Regions from separate parts of the Mus musculus genome. Here region 1 is linked to region 2. The links are chromatin contacts, called in public Hi-C maps. All regions are on one chromosome and are shown on one strand. Each heading gives the region's core, a stretch centred on a gene start, on an enhancer-like site or on the middle of the called end of the contact. The rest is flanking DNA. Distances are from core to core; before and after follow the strand shown. Region 1 holds the start of Dlg2 (discs large MAGUK scaffold protein 2). Region 2 has its middle 170 kb from the start of Gm39048.

Region 1 (3,603 bases), core at 458-2,957, 250 kb before region 2:
TTCAAAACAAGTGTTCTTTGATGCGAGTTACCAAGTTTCTTCTGAAGAAAGCACTTTGTTTATTTATGTGTTTATTTATTTTGAAAAAGACGAGAAGACAAGGACTCACCCACTTTACTAAACAAGGAACTAAGCATAAATTGAAATAGAAGGCACTAGAACAACCCACACTCGTGTTTGCGGATACAACTCCACCTCTTAAAACCTGTCAGGAGGTTTCTTACGCCCACCACATTTACCTGGGAGGAAGTGAATTCTTAAAGTAGTAAGAAGTAAAACCTACAGAACTCTGCTTGCTCAAGGCTCTCCAGGCTGCCATGCTGAGAGGTCTGCTCACCGTGGACATATAAATACTACCTGTTTGAAGTTCAAATGTAAAGCGAGGAGGTTTACAAAAGTGAGCAGCCGGGAGCTCTCCAATAAAACTTGTAAACACACAAAATGAAACTTTAGTACCCAGACTCATAAAACACTTCCTCTCCTGAAATAAAAAGGGAAACACTTTACATCGACTTTTAATTTTTCAAAAGTCCTATTTTAGGCTTTAAACTGCCTCTAATTTTTTTTTTCTTTCTCAAAGACAATCACTTCTTTTTGGACCTGCTTCAATTAGAATTACAAACTCAAGCTGGGGTACGGGGGTGGGGGGGGGTGGGGGGGTGGAAATTCACTTAAACTATGCAAGTGGAATCCCACAGCAGCTCTCTCTGGTTCTTCGTGCTGAATGAATAGCGTCAGAGAAACCTTTCAAATAATAACATCCTTGCTCGTGACAAGGGGTAAGTCTCCCAAACTTGAGCTCAACTTTGGAGCCTTATTAGCTCCAGCAAGTGAATGTCAGCGAGGTGACAGCATCCAGGTGGCGGCACCCAAGCAGTCTAACCCGGCAGCCCACCCTGAGCTGAGAAGCTGTGTGGTTAATACCACCAAATTCCCCGATGCTCCTCATCCTCCTCTCAACACACAGGATGCTCGGGTACCCCCACAGATCACATCCTAATTCCACTCCAGCCTCCACATTCAAACCCGGGAGCTCTCAGAACAATGAAGCTGCAGGCACACGTACAGTTCACAGCACTTTCAAAAGGGAAAGACTAAATTCTAATTGACAGCGTGATCCATAGCTTGTTACCTCCTCTGGTTTCTTGTTGCTGGCCTACGGAAATAATCCTCATCTTTTCCTCCCCCCTCTCCACCCTCCAAGTGTGAGCAAGAACCTGAATTACAAACAGTTAAACCTGAAGGTCACTTCACCACAGCGTTCTGACTCGCTCCCCCAGGGAGGCGGCAAGGCAACAATAAAACAAAGCCTTCGCAACCACCTGTAATAATCAGCCTGCTCAGCCGGCCATCCGAAAAGTCCTGGCGCTACACAAGGTAGACATTTTTTTGCAGCTGGTTTAACATGTACATCATGCCCAGTGGCCGTCTCGCTCCCTCTTACCTTTACGTTAGTCCGGAGTGCACAATAACATGCAAAGAACATTGCAGTAAATAAGGGGCATATGGGCCGGTGGTGATCAGCTTCTCAGCACAGCGCAAGCCCCACACACACGATCCTGGGCATGTGCTGCTAAGGAGCATCCGTTCCCTCTGTCAGTTTGAAAATGCATTGATCCCTGTTTCCTCTGACTACAAAACGACATGTCTTGAAGGCACTGAGTGAGAGCTCAGAATCTCTTCATTGGCTATATATAGCATTGTGCCCAGTAATTTCAATTAGCCGAGGATTCAGCATCCGAAAGTTAGAACCTCAGTTGCTTTTCCTTCTAGCATTTTAAATCACTGGGGGAAAAAAAGGAGGGGGGAATGAGCTCACTCAGGAAGGAGGGGGGGGGGGAAAGGTGAAGAATTGAAATTTAACCAATGAGTTACTTATATTTCTGGGGAGCCCGAGTGTTGTCCTATTAGATACTTTACCAGGGGATTGCATCTGGCAGACTGTGGTTGAAGAGGGAACCCTTTTCCCTTTGTAGCCTAACAGCTCTGCACTACATTCCAAGCTTTTCTGATGCAGTATCCTGTTTGGCAAATACTACAAACCACTGCAAGCATGCCTCACTCTTCCATTTCTCTGTGTGGAACAGAGCAGGACCAAAAGGTTCCGTGTCTCATAGAGTCCCCTAAAACCTAAGCTGGGTCCACCAGGGGTGCTCGCCAGCTCCAGGGCAAGGAAGTACCACCTCTTACTGCCCTGTCCTGGGATATCATATCATCAGGTCTGTCTTCCAGGGATATTTAAAGTTGTTAGGCTCTCTAACAAAACCATGCATCTAAATTCTCCAATGCTATGCTTTGTTGATAAACAACTATCAGCGATACAGGATGGGATTGGAACAAAACAGGGGGACAATTCAACCAGCGGGATGAAAAAATGATATAAAATGTTTAGCTGGTCCTGGGAGGTAGAGAGGGAGGAAGGGAGAGAGAGAGAGAGAGAGAGAGAGAGAGAGAGAGAGACTTCTATTCCCATGAATCCACGAGGAGGGGGGATTTTTAATTAACAAACATTTTCAGGTCTTACTGTCTGTTGATATCCTTGACAAGCAACAGATACTGCAAATTAATTGGATTTTTATTCAGCCAAGGCAAGGTTCTAAACTCTTTTTTCCAGCTTCAGGCAGCCCTAATGCTCAGCTAGAATTCTAAAGCTCTCTGGCGAAATGCGAGCAGACATGAACAGTTCTCACTGCAGTAAAAATAGTGGGAGGAAAAAGATTGGTGATGTCTTTGCCACAGCAACAGGGAAGAACCGCATCACTCACAGGGAAAAAGCTGCAGTGACTTTTAGGGTTTTTCTTTAACGTGTTTTGCATAAGCCACCTCCCCTTTGGAGCCTGCAGCAGTGCTGATGCTCTCTGGCAGTCTCTGGGCATCTCTCCTGGGCAGTGAGGTGAGAATGCTTCAGAGGGTAGATGGGAATTCAGAGAGAGGAATTAAAGAGCTAGGTTTTCTACTTCCCTCTTAATGATAAGCGTTCAGAAAGTGTCGTCACTTCTGACTAAATAGCTATTTTGGGTTGTCATTGTTTGTGGCTTTTTTAGGAAGAAGGAAAAGCAACCTTGGCTTAAGCTGGAGATTGTTCAGCAATGAAAGAGAAGGGAGCCACTTAATTTGATTCCCAGCTCTGTCTGTCATAGTAGACTAGGTAATTACAAACTGTAAGTGCTTGTAGCATAACTGTGACTTCCAGGGCAGTTTAAAAAATGGATGCCCAGGTCCTATCACTCCCCAACTTTTATTAATGGCTTCAAAACAGAGCCTGTCATTTCAGTTCATAATGCCTCCCTCTCCAGAGGTCATAGCAGGTTACCTCTCCTGAAGCTCTTCCCAGTAAATGAACACAAACACCGGAAGCTGTGGTAAACACGGGGACGATTTAAAACTGCCTGTCTCCACTAGGGTTCAGAAGATTCTCAGGAAAAAAAAAAATCAACAAATGTACTGTTAAGTAAAATTTTCGCTTGGAATTAGTGTATAAGACACTTTCTTTGTTTTTATTGCTATTTTGATGGTCTCCAGCCTTTTTTTGGTACCCCAATACAGGACGAGACAGGAAGTGTCACAATCTCAGAGATGCACACTGGTAGGAAACAGACCAAA
Region 2 (3,328 bases), core at 769-3,268:
AGATAGAGCCCTGGTGCAGCCACACCCTGGAGACTACCACCTACAGACCACTCCATCATGTTACATCAGAGACAAATCAAGAGCAAGAGGTCTTGTCCGAGCTTCCCAGAGATTCTCTGCAGAACCTAGAGCACAATTTAGCTTCTCCGCTGCAGAAACTAAAGCTTATTGAGGTCAAATTACTCACCCCAAAAAGGCAAGAGCAGTTCTAATTTGGTTTAATTCAATTCTAAAATCAATCTTCTTTCTGAAGTGTAATCAAACAGATAATTCTTCAATTCTTCAAGGAAACATTATTTGATAGTGAATCTATGAAATACGATGTGAGCTGTTATTCCATGATATAGTTATTAAATAAAATCCAAGAACTTTTATCTAGAACTCCCCCATTAGCTACAATAATGGAAAGGAATTTATCTCTTCTTTCATGCTTGTTTTTCTCATTACTTGAAATTATGTTTCTAAATTACTGTAACGTAGAGAGTATTCCTTCAAGAATGTTCTCTGTGATCTCCTTCCGTTTTGCTTAATCTTCTGTGACTTCCTCTCTGTAAGTCTTGATACTTCCACAGAGCAGGTATCCTGTCACATAACTGTAGTTCTTTTAAATTTCATTTAATTTCTGTCTCATTATTCTCTTCACTGTCGGCACTGAATACAAGTGCATAGCAGTCACACAACTCACAGGTTAGCAAGTACCCTATGTTTGCGTTCAAATGTCTTCCATCATCCCGAATGCTCCTGGTTAAATACACTCACCTCTTCCATGAAAGGGGGATTTTGTGGTGGGGTGGGCAGTGCTGCCCTAATGTAATGAGAGTTTCTAAATATCCTATTAGCTTGATATGTCGAACTAGGTTTGCTCCCAGAAGTAAAGACCTAAACTTGAACATCACAAGAGGTCATATTTCTGAGGCAGCTTCCAGGAGATGCCTCTGTTCTTCCGTGTCCATGTTTCATGTCTTCAGCATTCAAGTAAGGTGATGGCACAGGACTCTGTGTTTGCATGCTTGCCTGGACTCTTTGGCGTGGAGAAGGGTATAGTAATGAAGAAGGCCCATATGCATCTCTAGGTGAGATAACTGCAGCCTATTCCTGGATGCATACAGTCAGTTTCCTAGGTGAAAGACTCAGTGTTTATGTCTATAATGTCTCAAAGAGACTTATTCTAGGTACGCTGTATTATCTCAAATCACTCCTCACACACATCTTGAGAGTGAATTTATGCTATTATTTTTGAGAGTCTATTTTGTTATGAGGGTTAGTGTAATTAACCTACACAGGGTTGTACAACTAAGAACTGACAGTGTCTGAATGCAAACCCAAAGCACCTCATGCTCTTCACCTTGAAACACTGCCCTCATAATCTACAGATTTTCAAGTGACCAAGTGAAGGATTTGAATGTAATAACAATCAGACCCTTTGTTCAGCCTGCCACATACCAAATACTAAGGAATTACTAAATCAGAAGTTGTTCTGCAATGGAAAACTTCCTTTATCATTTTTAAGACACACAAGGTGTTTTTGAAGCATTGAACAGCTGTAGCAGTGTATCAGTTTTCTGACAATTGTCGTGTGTGTGTTGTGTGTGTGTGTGTGTGTGTGTGTGTGTGTGTGTGTGTGTGTGTTGCACATGCATTTGTAAGAGAGGGAGAGAAGAAAGGGTGACTATAGAAAGGCTGACAAACAGAAGGGAGAGGGATTTACTTATTTACAGGCACAGCAGGCAGGTATGAACACATACATGCAGCTATTATCTTTATCTTTGAATTGCTCATTGGCAAGATATTCAGAAATTGGAGGGATAGGGAAATAGGAGGGTAAGAAGTCACAGCCACATTAAGGAAATTACTGGCAAAGTAAAAATCTTCATGATTAAAAATAAAAAGAAAGCAAGCAAGGGGTCGGGAGATACAAAAGACACTTCAAAGCAAGTGCATCAGGTTACCATGGCAACGGGAGGATGTGGGTTGAAATTTATATTACTCCATTGTTCCAGCAGAGAGGTTCTAAATGACACCCTAGTGGCCTCCCAGAGCCATGCATCTTCCCCCAGTGCTCTGGCTTGTGACTGGAGAGTGCTTTAGGCATCAAGAAGGAACAGGTTCACAGCAACACTGTCACTTCCAGTCTCCCTAGCCTCTCAAGTGAAAACACTTGTCATTTCAATATAGAGCATAGCACTCATTTCTGGAGCGAGTCATGACCCAGCCTATCAGAATATCAGCACACTCATATGCACAGGTGGCTGAGGACAGCAAGCATTTGTCTCGCTGTCCTCAGTCCAAGATTCAGTGTGCCCAGTGTCAGTTCTGAGCACTCTTATGTTCTGAATCCCCATTTTCCTGATGGAATAGAAGTCAGGTCTAGTTACCAGGTAAACTTAGTTACAATCCTAAAATTCTGAATAGCCATTCAATGCCATCATCCAGTATTAATGGTGAACATTTATTGGGAATACTTTGCATTTATTAATTCTTGTACTAATAAATAGCAAATTGGTCATATCTATAGTTGCCAAATGTACTTTGATGACAGTTTTAGACATGTATGGGCAACTGAGGCTTAGACAAGTTAAGAGATTTTTTTTTTCTACCAATTATCCCTTTTATTTAAAAAGTCAAATTTGACTGCAGTTCTGACAACAAAGCCTCTGCTGGGAGGATTATTTTAGTCCATGAAATTTTGGCTGTGATGTGGTCAATGCTTTAACACAAATACTCTCAGAAAGTCAAGGTAGCCCCAATATAATGGTTTTCTGCTACTTTATTAAGAATTGGACAAATAGACTGATGAGAGACGCCTCCTATTCATATTAAGTCCAAAGTAAACACACTCCTTATGAAGATGCTGCGTTAGAGCTAGCCTCAGTATCTCAGCTAGGACTTTCCCAGTCCTTGCCCTCTCTCACTGACCATTAGTGGGAGGAAATGGAGGGAGCGGAGGAAGGAAGATGCATTCTGCGTCTTACACTCTGAGCATGGCAGTAGTAGCCTTTTGAACATTCACATATGATGGTATTACTTACTTTCCTTGTTACTATGATAAAATACTGGAGAGCTTGAAGGTATAGTCCCTTATAGTGGGGAAGCCTTGGTCAGCAGGAGCTATTGCATAACTGGTCTCATTGCATCCTCAGTCAGGAAGCAGAGTGACAGATGCTGGTGCTCAGCTCACTTTCTGCTTATATGTAGACCAGAATTTATTGGTTGATTGGTACTTCTAGTATTTAGGGTAGACCTTCCCACCTCAGTAACCTAATCTAGAAAATGCTTCACAAATATACCCAGAAATTCATGTCTATGATAATTCTAAACCATGTCAAAT

The links. A called contact is a pair of places that touch in the nucleus more often than the background predicts.
Region 1: a Hi-C map of cortical neurons shows a contact between it and region 2, with 3 times the contacts expected there. The contact joins the promoter of Dlg2 here to the enhancer-like site in region 2. A contact is called at or near these places in 4 of 484 Hi-C or Micro-C datasets (cerebral cortex, cortical neurons and forebrain) and 2 of 115 datasets of contacts at active chromatin or transcription factors (forebrain and neural progenitor cells).

What each region holds. Positions count from the first base shown.
Region 1 is chr7:91,088,890-91,092,492 of GRCm38.p6, reverse strand. Dlg2 (discs large MAGUK scaffold protein 2) reads right to left here and starts at 1,707. Exons shown (of 23, transcript NM_011807.3): 1 at 1,445-1,707. The coding sequence starts at 1,486.
Region 2 is chr7:90,842,466-90,845,793 of GRCm38.p6, reverse strand. It overlaps a transcript of Dlg2 not described here. Among named protein-coding and RNA genes, the nearest start is that of Gm39048, 170 kb to the left of the region's middle. Within about 2 kb of position 2,018, at least 11 of the 459 cell types and tissues checked have an H3K27ac peak or open chromatin away from gene starts, as enhancers often do. A contact at or near this core is called in cortical neurons and forebrain, where this site is marked.